3 separate regions of the Mus musculus genome follow, and regions 1 and 2 are each linked to region 3. A link is a contact called in public promoter capture Hi-C data. All regions are on one chromosome and are shown on one strand. The core of a region is the stretch at or near the end of the contact, and the rest is flanking DNA. Distances in the headings are between cores, read along the strand shown. Region 1 holds the start of AY074887 (cDNA sequence AY074887). Region 2 holds the start of Fbxo22 (F-box protein 22). Region 3 holds the start of Cul5 (cullin 5).

Region 1 (4,279 bases), core at 882-3,381, 1.3 Mb before region 3:
ATTTTGCACCAAGTGTTTATCTTTGCATTTCAAGTGAATTATACACATAATGAACTGAGATATAATGGGCTGCAAGGAGATGTCAAGCAAAATAAAGCAAATACACAGATTTTTACAAGAAAAATAATAAAACTGCTCATTTCAGTTCTATCACTTCACATAGAAGATCCCTCCTTAAATATGCAAATCCTGAGTACGCTGTCAAGTGCAATAGTTCAAGCTCTTCCCCATGATCGCACTTACTCATTAAGTTTATAAATTTTCTCAGAAAAGAAGACTTCATCAAGAAGCTTGTGGATGTTGCGCCTCTCCGCTGCAAGCAAAACTCCATCATTGGCTAAAATCCCCAAACAGGTGCCTGCATGTCCAATGGCTTCCATGGCATACTCCACTTGGTATAAGCGACCTACAAAACAGTGAGACACCACGGTTCCTCTCGCTCTTGCACCACTCATCTGAGAGAAATCAGCAATGACACAGGTAGGCTGGCATCAACAGCCCTGCATTTACTCGCCCACAATGCATGGCGTAATGAACCTGGTGACAAGTTATCTCCAAGAACCAAAGGAATGAAGTCAACTCCAAAATGTGTGTAGCTAAACGTCACACTAGACCCCAACACTAAAAATATACTACTTAAAGCAACAACCACAACAAAATGCCCCAACCTTCTTTGGAGCAGGTTAAATCTTCTAATTTACCTTCTGGAGAAAATATTGTGGTCCTGGAGTCATATCTTCGAGACTGCAAAGGAAAAACAGAGATGATGCCTGTTCACTGACATACGCCAACTTCCGGATGTCCATGCATTGGATACAATGACACCCTGGTGCTGAGTTCAGTGGAAAGAAGACGGAAGACCCCATTCAACTCCCTCTACCCCTTTGGTTTCATTTTCTTCCATGTCAGGCTGTGAGCTTCAAACAAGCCATAATGTTCCCAGGCAAAAGTTAAAGGAAACGTGTCATGAACTCACCATGGTTTCTGAACTTTATGTTGATTCCTGTGAAAAGAAAACAGGATCATTAATAACAAAACCCCCACAATTTTAAGAAGTGTCTTCCACTGTTAATACCACTTGATCCACACCATCACTCAGCTAACATGAACTGCACCACCACTGGGACCTATACAGATGCTGGGCCACCACAATAAAGGTAAACCATGGTGTCCTGAAAAGCTCAGAATCTAGCAGCCAGGTATGACAGACAAAGATTATAAAGCAACATGGAAGAGACATTCAGGGTGGGGAGGGAAAGCAGAATCGACAGCAAGTAAGATTTTAGGAAACCAATACAGATAATGAGAGTAAATTAGAGGTGGGAGAGGCAAAGGTAAGTTGAAAAGCCTCAAGTCAAAGAAAAAGAATTGTGAAGGGGTGAAGGAAGGGCATTCCAAGTAGAGCAGGCTGAGAAAGGTTAACAAAGTGGATAATTCACATGGTCCTAAATTTGGGGGTGTAGGGGTTAGGTGGTAAACCTGGTCCTTATTTCCGTTTCTTCGAAAGACAGCAATGGAAACTCTGCCTTAGTAGAAAAATGGCAGTTCAATTCCTATGTTGCCAAATGGGATATAAGGAAGGCATCGTGGCTGGAAAGCTAAGCAGACATTTGAAGGGTCTGCGCGCCCAGATGTTAGAAAACACCTTTATCTTACTTAAGACCGCTTCACCGACGGGCTGGATTCAAGGACCACGGGAAGTGACATTTTAGAAGAGTCGTCAGGCCTAAGGAGAGTTAACCTGCCAGGAGTCGGTTCCAACATGTAGGAGAAACAGAAAGGTGGCCCTGAGCACAGCAGCCAGGAGGCCACGGCGGGTTTCGGATTCGACTGTGAACACAGCTACCTCCACGCCTGGCGCCGGCGCTACAAGACTTGGACTTTCCCCCGCAGCGCCACTTTCCCGAATTGACTCTCTGGGCCGCAGCCGCCCCCACCCCTCGCACCGGCCCGGAGGGTCTCAGAGCCCAGGCGAGCCGTCAAGGCCCCGCGGGGATACCCGACGGCGGCCGGCGGGGACCAGTCCCTGGCAGGCCGGTCACCGAGGAGGCGGGTGCAAAGTCATCGTGCCCACGGCTCCTCGGTGGCGGCCGCGGGCCTGGGCCGTGGTCTCCACGCAGATGGCCCCCGCCCGGGAGACAGACACCTCGACTCCGCGGCCCCTAAAGGACTGAGCCTCACCAGAGGAAGACGGTGAGGGTGCAGATCAGCGCCTCTTTACTCAGCTGGAGAAGAACCAACCCGGATGGCCAAGCATCCGCGGCGAATATGGCTCCCGCGCGTGCGCAGGACTGCGAGGGGGCGGGGCGGGGCGGGAGGACGCGGAAGTTCTCCCAGTGCTGGGGCGGGCTCAGTCTGCCCACGTGGACTGTGCAGAAGCACAACCTCGGCTTTGGCTGCGGTCTGTATTAGAGGAGGACTGGAGGGAGGAGGGAAGCGTCTATACCGTGGAGAGTGGAACCAGATTCCTCCTACGCTTTGCACTCCACTTTCGTTTTCTCTTCTGTACCATTCTAATGGAGGCCAGAGTAGCAACTGTATAGACAAATCAAATCGTTTACTCTTCCAGTCTTGCCCCTTAACAGTTTTTCCTTTGTTCTTCCTCTTAGCCTCATTTTCTCCTTTCTCAGATCCAACTCTTTAATTGGGATAACTTTTGTTCTAAGTTTAAGACTTCTCTTCGCCGGGCAGTGGTGGTGCACGCCTTTAATCCCTGCACTTGGGAGGCTGAGGCAGGCGGATTTCTGAGTTCGAGGCCAGCATGGTCTACAGAGTGAGTTCCAGGACAGCCAGGGGTACACAGAGAAACCCTGTCTCGGACAAAAGAAAAAAAAAAAAAAAAAAAAAAAAAAAAAAAAAAAAACGAAAAAAAGACTTCTCTTCATCCATTTCTCCTTTCCAATCTTACCTAGTTTTTGTGCCTATGTTGGGGGTTGAAGAGCTAGTGGGTTGACTATGTACAGGGCCTTTGTCTTCTGTGTAGGCAAAACGGTTGGATCTGGGTTTCTTAAAGGGGGAAGCTTAGAAATTTAGTTGCATGTAGACGGGACCTGGCCTGTACTCAGGACCTGGTTTGCCCTGTAAATTCCAAGCCAGCCAGGGATATATAGTGAGACTGTTTTAAAAATGAGAGAGAGAGAGAAAAAAAGACCAAAAGGTAAAATATCCATACAATGCAGCATATATTTAATTTCAAACAGAAATTAGCAATATTTGCAATAGGAATTTAGTGGAGAATCTCTCTTAGCAAGAACAATCAAGAGAAACTTGCAGAGTTCCATTGTATAACAGGATAAACACTGATTTGGAATGAGACCCAAGTTCCAGCCCATTTTTCTGGTCCTGATTGGCCAAGTTAAATAAAAACCTCAAATATGAGTATCCTAAGTGTTTCACATGTGAATGATCTCATGTACTGCCCCCATGTGTGTGGGTGTGGGTGTGGGTGTGTAAAAACAAGGAAGGAAAGGCAGCAGGATGGGATTTTGTAGTGATTAGGAACAGGGGTAACAGCCCAAAGACCTAATTCAAGATCTAAGCCTGAGCTCCCTTCTAAAGCAATAAATCAGCTTTTCAAGGCTCTATTTCTTTATTTAAAAATGGAGATTAATCATCAGAATATCTTTGTGATTCTGTTCTGGATTAAATGAGGTAGTGCATGTAAAATAACATTCAATAATCATTGTAGTATAGTATATTCTACTGAAAAACTAATGAAGCAGGAAAGACAAAACCGCTCCAGATTTGTTAACCTAAAATCCTGATTTGTGAAAGCAGCAGGGCTCGATGGCTGACTGTGAGAAGGGCAAGCAGCGTGCCACACCAATATTTTGAGTGTGCGTAACCTGAAATATGATCCATTATTTAGTAACTATTTATTATGCCTCTACTATGTGCCAGAGTCTATGCTAAGAGGCTGCCATAGCCTCTTAAAAAACCCTCACAATTGACTCTCTAAGTACAAACATTATCTTGCTCTAAAAAAAGAAAAGAAAAGAAACGAGAAAGGAAAAGAAAAGGGAGACATGGAGAAGTTAAAAATAAATTGTATAAGTAAATTCAGAGAAATACCTAGTTTGGGAAGTTTAGACAGGTAGATAGGCAGGCAAACATCAGACAAGAGTTATAGTATCAAAGCCTACTCACATAGACGGATAACTACTAACAAGATGTTTAAATAAATGACTAGGGGTCTAGACCTGAGTCATCTTTAGAAAGCATGTGGTTAAACAAAAGAATGCAGTGAGTGGTCTATGCATGCCTACAGTCCCAGCTACTG
Region 2 (4,461 bases), core at 1,924-4,423, 1.5 Mb before region 3:
CTGGGAATGACCTTGGATCCTCTGGAAGAGAAGCCAACTATCGGTCACCACGGAGCCATTTCTCCAGCCCCTTTATCAAGATTTTCTTATCATTGAAGGTACTTTGTGATTTATAATTTAATGATTTATTTTACCAAACTGCAGATTTAAGCTTCCTCACTGTACATGATGCTCCAATAAGGACTGTGGGTTTTGATCAATGTATCAGAGAGAAACAGTAATCCAACAGACAAGCGAGATGCTAGCCAGCTGTCTGGGTGTGAGTCCAAGAGTCCAAAAGAGCAAAGAAGAAAACCCACACAAGACAGCATGGAAAAAAGACACCACACTCAGGGCTAGCACACTAAAAATAAGAACCAGGGTTTGGAGAGATGGCTCAGCATTTCGGAGGACTGCTGCTCTTTCAGAGGACAAAGTTCATATAGATCACAATCAGCTCTAAGGGATTCAATGCATTCTTCTGGCCTCCACGGGCATGTGCACACGTATACATATTGAGATACACGACAGGCAGACAGGCAGGCAGGCAGGCAGGCAGGCAGGCAGGCAGACAAACAGACACACAGAGAGAGGAGGGGGAAGCACGAGTGCGCCAGGTTTCCAGACCCCTGGGAGCTCTCAGAGACTGAGCCACCAACCAAGGAACATACATGGCTGGACATACACAGCAGACTGCATGCAGCTCAGTCTCCAAGGCTAGCTAGTCTGGCCTCAGTGGGAGAGGAAATACCTAATCTGGCAGAGACTTGATGGTATTTGGGGTGGGGGTTGGGGGAGGTATGTATGGAGGGGCCCCCTCTCAGAGGAGAAGGGGTGGGTGGGAGGAACTCTGAGCCAAGTTTCTCACTGACGATAAGGGAGGTGTAAATATGAACATAGAGGAAGTGGATGTACCTAAGGCAACTCATGTGTCCCCATGCACTGACAGAGATACAGCTCCAGACACACATAAAGTCATCACCTCTCTCTTCATCCAATGAGTCAAATGCAGCTATTTTTTTTTAAAATGGGGGAGGGGCCGAATCTATGCTATATTTACAAACTTTTTTGTCTTTATTTCCTAATATAGTCTACATTTATACCTTATATGAGGTATAAATAATCTAGAAATTTGAATTTAAATAAGGGTGGGCAATATAGGTTAACAGAATACTATACCACTTTATAAGGAACTTGAGCAGCTGTGGAATTCAATATGGTGCATCGACTACCCTGACAATACCAAAGAACAATTGCATATGCATATACATACACACATATTCCTGTCTAGGCTAGAGGAAGCAAACCCTTAAAACAGTGAGTAGACTTACACAGTACTGACCTTAGAGTCTAAATTAAATACCATTCTCCACTAAAAGAAACCAAGACTATTAGTGAAACTACTAAGTTCTTGAATGAAGCAGGTGAAATACAAGCTGAAGACAACTGGTGCCAAAAGAAAGGTCATCCCTAAGAGACAATAAAACTGGCTTGAGTGCTCACTAGCCACACAAAGACTGTGTGAGTACCAAGGAGAGTCTAACAGTAACAGGTACAGCTCTACACAAGAGACCAAGCGTATGTATGAGTGCTGTGTGAACAAAGTGGAAGAGAATGAAAAGTAAGTTTCAAAGCTTCTCTACAGACAAATACTTATTAACTGCAACAGGACAGAAAATTTAAAGGCAGAAGTTTCTGGCAGACACCTCTTAAATCAAGGAATTTAAGGTAATGGGATAAAAAAATCTAATAAATCCCAGTCACACTCAACTTGTGCCTTGAATTTTCTTAAGTGTTGGGGCTGGTACAGAAAGTCAGGTTGGAGAAACATACAAACCAAAGGAGCGCGCCTTTCAGTTACTCATTGGGAACAGAATCAAATCCTTCTGCTCTTAAGAAAAGCACTGGGGCACTTTGGCTCCCACACCAAACATTAATCAAGAGAGTGGCCTACAGATTTGTCCACGGGTCAATCTTTGGCAGGCACTTAACTTGAGTTCCCTCTTTCTGGATCAAGTTGAAAACCAAACTCAACACCAAAAGAATCGACACATACATCAATGATAACTTCCCAATGTGGAGACTATATTGTGGTTAAGTAGAACATTCCTATTTGCCTATTATACATACTAAGCGATAATAGGGCATCAAATTGGCAATTTCCTCACGAGGGCCCCTGCCACTCAGTGAGATACTGGAGATTCACTATCTATCAGCTCTATAATCTGTCTTCACCTCCCTGAACACTGACTCTCCTGGATCCAGGGACAAAAATGAGAAAAGGAATGTGGTTTACGTATTTAGGTAGAAGTTTTAGTTCTTCCGGTTCTAGTGTGAGACCCTGGGCAAGCGATACCCAACACCTTCATTGCAAAATTGAGGCAAGTTAAGGAAGGCTCTGTACGGCCTTGTAATAGTGGACACCTGGATACTTCAATTGCCCAACATCTAATAATGACTAAACCGCAGTACGCCCCTACAAAACCTGACGTTTACTACAAAAGCCAGAATACGAGCATAGGTTCTCCGAGTTAACGAAAGCAAGGATATGTATCACAATCTTGATTTTTTAAAAAGTTCTCCAAGATGGCCCACCAGTCCTGCAAGTGACTGTCCAACGCATAACTCCATACTTGCCTCAAGCGCCTCAGCTACCACGCGCACCAAGCAATGTCCCTCCAGGTGGCCCGCTTCAGCCACACCCGCGGAGATCCAGGTCACGCTGCGATGGGTCCGCAGCACTCTGCGTACACACTCCCTCCACAGGCGGCATACTCTGGGGATGCAAAAGCACAAAGGGTTGCCGCCGGGCGGCCGGTTCCCACCGTCAGCAGCCTCGCAGCGCCAGCTAAGCACTAGGAAACCCGGGCAGAGGTCCCGGCAGAGGCGACCCCGCCACCCTCCGGGACGAAGGTCTCCTCCCGCCCCATTCGCCCTCACCCGGCTACCCGAAGCAGCGCTTTGGCCGGCAGGAAGGTAAACACACGCTCCACCACCTCCGCAAGGTTACTCAGCACGTAGGTGCTTCGCGGATCTGTGGAGGAGGAGACGCCGCCACCGCCGCCTGCCGGCTCCATTCCTCGCCTACCGGCCCGAAGGCCCTACAGAGTCTCAGGGGTACCGGAGCGGCCGGCGCACCACCTACAACCCGAGCTCCCTGAGCAGGCGCGCGCCACTTCCGGTGGGCCGCTTCCGGTACTGGACACGCCGCTGCGGCGGTGCACCGGCCTGCACAGTTCCGCCCGGAAGGGACCGGAGGCAGCCTGGCGTTTAAGCCGGCTGCAAACACTATTTGGTCAATCTGGTTAACTCGTTAGGTCTTAAGTTTTAAGCGAGTAGACATAAATAGCACTCGCCATTCTTTGGCACTATTAATTGCTACAGAAAGCACATGCCAAACCAGATAGATATTTTCACACAGGAGCCATTATTCTTTGGCTCCTGCTGGCTCTTCCCTGCAGGGCTACATACAGAATCACAGGGGATGAAGCCCAACACCATACATTCCCGAACCACAAATGAAAGAACAGTAGAGGCTGCTTCATTTCAACTGAATAGGTTGTCTCCTGACTGAGGGGCACTTTGTCCCCAGCTACTTGGCCTGACCTGGTGCTTCTTGTTTTGGCTTCTAGATCTTTTACACTGTGATAACCCATTAGAACATTTTGAGCTGGACAAGATGATGCATGTTTGCATCTAGCAAGCTGGAGGCAGGAGGGTCAAAAGCCGAAAACAATCTAGACCCTACTGCAAAATATGTAAGATAACACAAAAAAACATGAACAAGCCCTCAACAAGCAGCAGCCACTTTACTCTGGAAACCTTAAGACTTAAGTAGCAAACATGGACGCATCATACAGTCTCCAAAACACCACGATACACTGGGAATGTGTGAAAACTTCAATGCTTCCCGTTAATAAAAAACCCCAGCAGCTCTGGGCTCTCCAGGAGCCCTAAATCCTACTTCTAGAACTTCCAAACTGCTCTGTGGCTCCACTCTTCTCACCAGGCACTGGTTGGGGTGGGGGTGGGGTGCGGGAACATGTTATGACGACTAGGGAATGAACACCAAGGGTCAGTATGTTTAAGAGGAGGACTTCTGAACATTTCCTCAGCTAAGGCAACCTTCAGAAAAAACAACTGTTTCTGAATGAAGTAGGGAGGCTGTACATGGAGACATAACATTCAAACCAAACATGAAACTGGCACAGGAATTTCAGTCAAGGAAAGAAAAGGCTTTCCTTCTGCTGAGATTCTGATGAGATCTACAGATAGTGGTGTGTATAGAGGCCTTGAGTGTACAAGAGGAACTGTGCTAATAGTACCCTAAGAACATTAGAGACATTAATTAAAACAGCACTAGAAACCCACATGTATTTGAATTTAAAGAACGCAGTAAGGGAATGGTTAAAGAAAAACTGAATACACTATGTGTGTACACACCAATTCTAGGTTCCCTATCCCTCTCAGTATCTTCATCTC
Region 3 (4,575 bases), core at 1,915-4,414:
GAAGCAACTGCTACTGCACTGTTAAATGAGTATGATGTGCCTAGTAAATTGCCTTTTTTTTTTTTGGTTTGTTTTCAAGACAGGGTTTCTCTCTATAGCCCTGGCTGTCCTGGAACTCACTTTGTAGACCAGGCTGGCCTCCAACTCAGAAATCCGCCTGCCTCCGCCTCCCAAGTGCTGGGATTAAAGGCGTGCGCCACCACGCCCAGCTGTAAATTGCCTTTTAAACATTTGTGATTATACACATAATTACTGCAGCTGTCAGCCTAGTTTGTCGTGGAGGGATTTCCTTTCCTGCAGTGTACTGCAGAGACTCGTTAACCACTTAGCTAACCTCCTGAGAATTAACTGTGGCTGTGGCAGAGTGGCCCGGTGTTCAGCTTCCCATGGAAAAAAATAACTGGGTACCTACAATTACCACCCGTGCCTCCCAATAAGCTCAGAAAGCATCATAGAAGTAAGGATGGAAAGAATATAAGCCAAAGGGAGGGGTGGCAGGTTGTGTGGCTACTCCTTGATTGAAACATTTCTTCCTAAAAGGAGGATGGAGGCTAATGAGACTCAAGATGCCGAGGTTAAAGTTCAAAGCTTAGAAACTGTATTGGCTGGTGTTCTCCGTTTGTAAAGAAAGTCTGCCCCCAGCTGGCTCTGATTGGTAATAAAGACTTGCCTTACAATGGCTGGGCCAATGGAGAGAGGGCAGGACCTGGAGAATTGCAAGGGCTAGATAACCAGACTAGAGGAAGAGAGGAAGGACTGGATATAAGAACAGCAAGAGAGCAAGGCCAAACAGCTTTGCCTTGTTCGTACAAGAAGTTGGGTAAGTGGCCACTGGCTACCCGGGAAGCATGGGAAGGTTTAGGAGTCTCAGGAGTACCAGACGGGAGTGTTTACTAGCAGGGGAAAGTTTAGGAGTGCCCAATCTTTGAGCTAGTCATGGCATGTCAAAATTAACATACTTACATGTGTGTTGTGTGTATGTGTATCTCTCTGTGTATATGTATGTGAGTACAGAGTCCCTCGGAGGCCGGAAGCATTAGATCCCCCACAGAACTGGATCTTTCCAGACAGCCGGTATATTTTTTTACCCGAGTCATCTCTCTGGACTATTCTCCCTTCTATTTTTGCATCCTTGGCTTTTTTTTTCTTCTTCACTGTTCTTTTCACAATGTTTAATTAATACTTAAGGTTTCTGCCATGAGTGATAAATTCCAGCATTCAGTAATTAATCTATTAAAATGTATGGAATCAGCTGAGGTGGTGGCAAACTCTAATCCCAGCACTCAGGAGACAGAGGCAGGCAGATCTCCGAGTTCAAGGCCATCCTGTTTAAAGAGCGAGTTCCAGGAGAGTCAGAGCTACACAGAGAAATCTTTCTGTTGTGAAAAACAACAGAACAAAACCAAAAATGAATAGAATCATGTCTTGTTTGTTTGTTTGTTTTGTGTTTTTTGAGGCAGGGTTTCTCTGTGTAGCCCTGGCTGGCCTTGAACTCAGAAATCCACCTGCCTCTGCCTCCCAAGTGCTGGGATTAAAGGCGAGCGGCACCACACCCGGTTTTGTCATTTTTATTTTTTTAATGGACTATGATACCCTTTTTATTTTATTTTATTTTTAATGTATGTGAGTATACTGGGCCATCTCTCTAGCCTTTACATTTAATTTTTGCCATAGCACTATGCTATAGATGTTTTAATACTAATTTCACAAACAAGATAACTAAGGCCCATTGTGAAGTAGCAGATTTTTTTTTTAAGATTTATTTATTTTATGCATATGGGTACGCTGTAGCCGTCTTCAGACACACCAGAAGAGGGCATTGGATCCCATTACAGATGGTTGTGAGCCACCATGTGGTTGCTGGGAATTGAACTGAGGACCTATGGAAGAGCAGTCAGTGCTCTTAACCACTGAGCTATCTCTTCAGTCCTAAAGTAGCAAATCTTAACTCACTTTAAGTGCTATATTGTTTAGATAGGGGTCTCACTTTATAGCTCTAATTGGCCTGGAACTTAAGAGTGTGCTAGGATTAAAGGCATGCTCCACCACACCCAGCACGAAGCAGATATAAAGAACTCTTGGCCTTTTCCGAGGGAGGCGTATACCTATAATCCCACCAGTCACTCTGGAGGCAGAGGCAGGCAGAACTCTAGAGTTCTAGGTCAACTTGGTCTACATACAGAATTCCTGGCCATCCAAGAATACATAGAAAGTCTTCTTTAAACATAGCTACCTGGAATGCTTGGGGCAAAAGGAGTTTTCAGGCATAATATATGAAATAAAATCCTTCAGAGTGGAGCCTGAAAGTCTGCTTTTCTAAGTAGCACCCCAGGTTATATTAATATAAAGAATGCACTAGCAACGTTTGAGAAACTTTTGTTTTCTTGGGTTTTTTGACCTAGCTGTTCTGAAACTTGCTCTGTAGACCAGGCTGTCCCCAATCTTACGGAGATCCTCTTGCCTCTGCTTTGAGTACTGAGACTAAAATTGTTGGACAGTGAGAGATGAGTTTCAAAGAAACAAATTTGATACCAGGTGGTGGTTTCCCACACCTTTAATCCCAACACTTGGGAGGCAGAGGCACCTACCTCCACTCTCCGAGTTCAAGACCAGCCTGGTCTACAGATGGCGTTTCAGTACAGCCAGGGCTACATAGAGAAACTGTCAAAAACCAATCCAACCAACCAACCAAGCAACTAAAACCCCCAAAGGGTAGTATTAGGAACTTGCATAATGCATTAAATAACAGCTAACCTGAGAGATCCCTGTATAAATTACATTCTCTTCCCTTGATCAGAGATTCGTGATCAGAAGCGATGCAATTTGGAGAAAATACTATAGGGTGCTCTAGGATATGTCTTAAGGAACCCAAGATTAACAATCACTTCTTGAACAAGCAGGGTTTTTTTTTTTGTTTATAGGAATAACAGTACGTTTGTGCATCATTTATTAATTGACTGGGCGCCTTCTCTCAGTCAGCATTTCCTGAGGACAGCAGTAAGAAGCCTTCCAGGCTAATCTAATCCTGAGCTCTGAATAGCCATTCCGATCTGGGGCGAGCGCGTGAGGGCTGCGCCGGCTCCAGCCAGCAGAGGGCGCGCTCGCACCCTCCGCGCGGGCCTCGGGACCCAGTGGCTTGCTGTCGCCTGGGTTGCTCCCGAGCACGCCCCCGCCCGCCGCGTCACGTGACGCCGCCACGGACCCTGAGGTGCGGGCCCTAAGCCGAGATAAAGTCGTTGCCGGCGGCCCAAGCGGGTGCAAGCCCAGCGGCAGAAGCGAAGGCGAGCTGGGGAGGCCCGAGGAAGTGGCTACTACCTCTTCCCGGTCTGGTCGGCTCCCGGTCCCTTCCCACCATTCGCCGCTCGCGTCTCCTCAAGCGTTTGCATGCGCTCTCTCGCGTGGGCAGGCCGGGGTGACCATGTAGCTGGAAAGCCCGAGGAAGCACGGCTGCCCGGGACGAGCTCGGCGCTGACGGCACGCCGCTCCGGCGTCCCCCGCATCCCCCGCCGCGGCCTGCGGGGTCCTGCTGGGAACCCCGGCCTCTCGAGGAGGCCTGGCCCCGAGCGCCGCCAAGTCTCGCCCCGTCTCGCGAGAGTCCAAGTTGAGAACATGGCGACGTCTAATCTGTTAAAGGTAAGTCCCCCCGGCTGCAGCCGGGCTTTTGCCCGGCCATCGATGCGCTCGGCTCCCGGGGAAGGACCGGGCTCCGTGGGAGCGGCAAGATGTGTATGAGGAGAGCGGTTCGGGGTTGTCCACCGGAATGAGCCGGGGTGGCTGTTGCCCGAGCACCCCGACGCCGGGCCCTGGCCTCGGGGGTCCAGAGGACCTGGTGGGTTCCTCCCGCCGGCTCACCGACTCGCAGCGATGCTTTCAAGGGACCAACCCCGGCTGGGAGCGAGAGCAGTGTCGCTGGGCCGCACCAACCCATCATTGTGACTCTTGGGGCCCGTCCCTTCTGAATGGAGTGTCAAAGACATAATAGGGGAAAAAAATCCCAGCAAAATGCTGCCTAGCAGGTTTCAATGGCTGGTCCCCCCATGCTCCCCCAACCCCATTCCTTAATTTCTGTTCGCACTCTGCAGGAACTGTGAGTTAGACAGCAGTGCCTGCCTGCCACTTCACCTCTTTCCTCCCTTCTCTGAATGTCACACCTTCCCACCAGTTCTCTCACGCCTGGCCGTCTATTTCCACCTTTTCTCTGTCCCTTGAGGAACTGTCTCCCAATCCTGACCTCCCTTATAGGACATCGATGGCACCCGATCAAGTGCTGCTGTCCATCCTTTTAGGGTGTAGAAAAGTTTTCATTTAAAGAAAGCATTGAAAAGTTGTAAATGCCAGGAGAGTCCCAGGGCGAGCAGGTTATGTAGAATCATCTCTAAAAAAATGAGGATTGAGGAAGACAATTGAGGCGAGTTTGTGTTTTTTAGTAAGAATTCTGACCTGAACTTACTAACTGAAATATGGGACTAGTGATTACCTGAGGGGACATAAACACTATGTTCGCAGGCTGTGTGAATTAATAATAATAATAATAGATAATAATAGATAATGCTCCCTCCCCCCTAAAAAAGGGTC

What was found. Promoter capture Hi-C pulls out the DNA fragments that hold promoters and counts their contacts.
Region 1: a promoter capture Hi-C map of pre-B cells shows a contact between it and region 3, with 2.4 times the contacts expected there. The contact joins the promoter of AY074887 here to the promoter of Cul5 in region 3. A contact is called at or near these places in 2 of 39 promoter capture datasets (erythroid cells and pre-B cells), 1 of 484 Hi-C or Micro-C datasets (embryonic stem cells) and 1 of 9 other capture datasets (adipose tissue).
Region 2: a promoter capture Hi-C map of erythroid cells shows a contact between it and region 3, with 17 times the contacts expected there. The contact joins the promoter of Fbxo22 here to the promoter of Cul5 in region 3.

Annotation. Positions count from the first base shown.
Region 1 is chr9:54,948,806-54,953,084 of GRCm38.p6, reverse strand. AY074887 (cDNA sequence AY074887) reads left to right here and starts at 2,131. Exons shown (of 1, transcript NM_145229.2): 1 at 2,131-2,841. The coding sequence starts at 2,246. The coding sequence ends at 2,644. It overlaps Hykk (hydroxylysine kinase 1), which reads right to left. Exons shown (of 5, transcript NM_177351.4): 5 at 3,161-4,279. It overlaps Psma4 (proteasome subunit alpha 4), which reads right to left and starts at 2,226. Exons shown (of 9, transcript NM_011966.3): 1 at 2,182-2,226; 2 at 977-1,003; 3 at 702-744; 4 at 244-406. The coding sequence starts at 979.
Region 2 is chr9:55,207,647-55,212,107 of GRCm38.p6, reverse strand. Fbxo22 (F-box protein 22) reads right to left here and starts at 3,173. Exons shown (of 7, transcript NM_028049.2): 1 at 2,920-3,173; 2 at 2,617-2,755. The coding sequence starts at 3,056.
Region 3 is chr9:53,666,096-53,670,670 of GRCm38.p6, reverse strand. It overlaps Cul5 (cullin 5), which reads left to right and starts at 3,164. Exons shown (of 19, transcript NM_027807.4): 1 at 3,164-3,633. The coding sequence starts at 3,610. Gm16124 (predicted gene 16124) reads right to left here and starts at 3,578. Exons shown (of 2, transcript NR_166653.1): 1 at 3,316-3,578.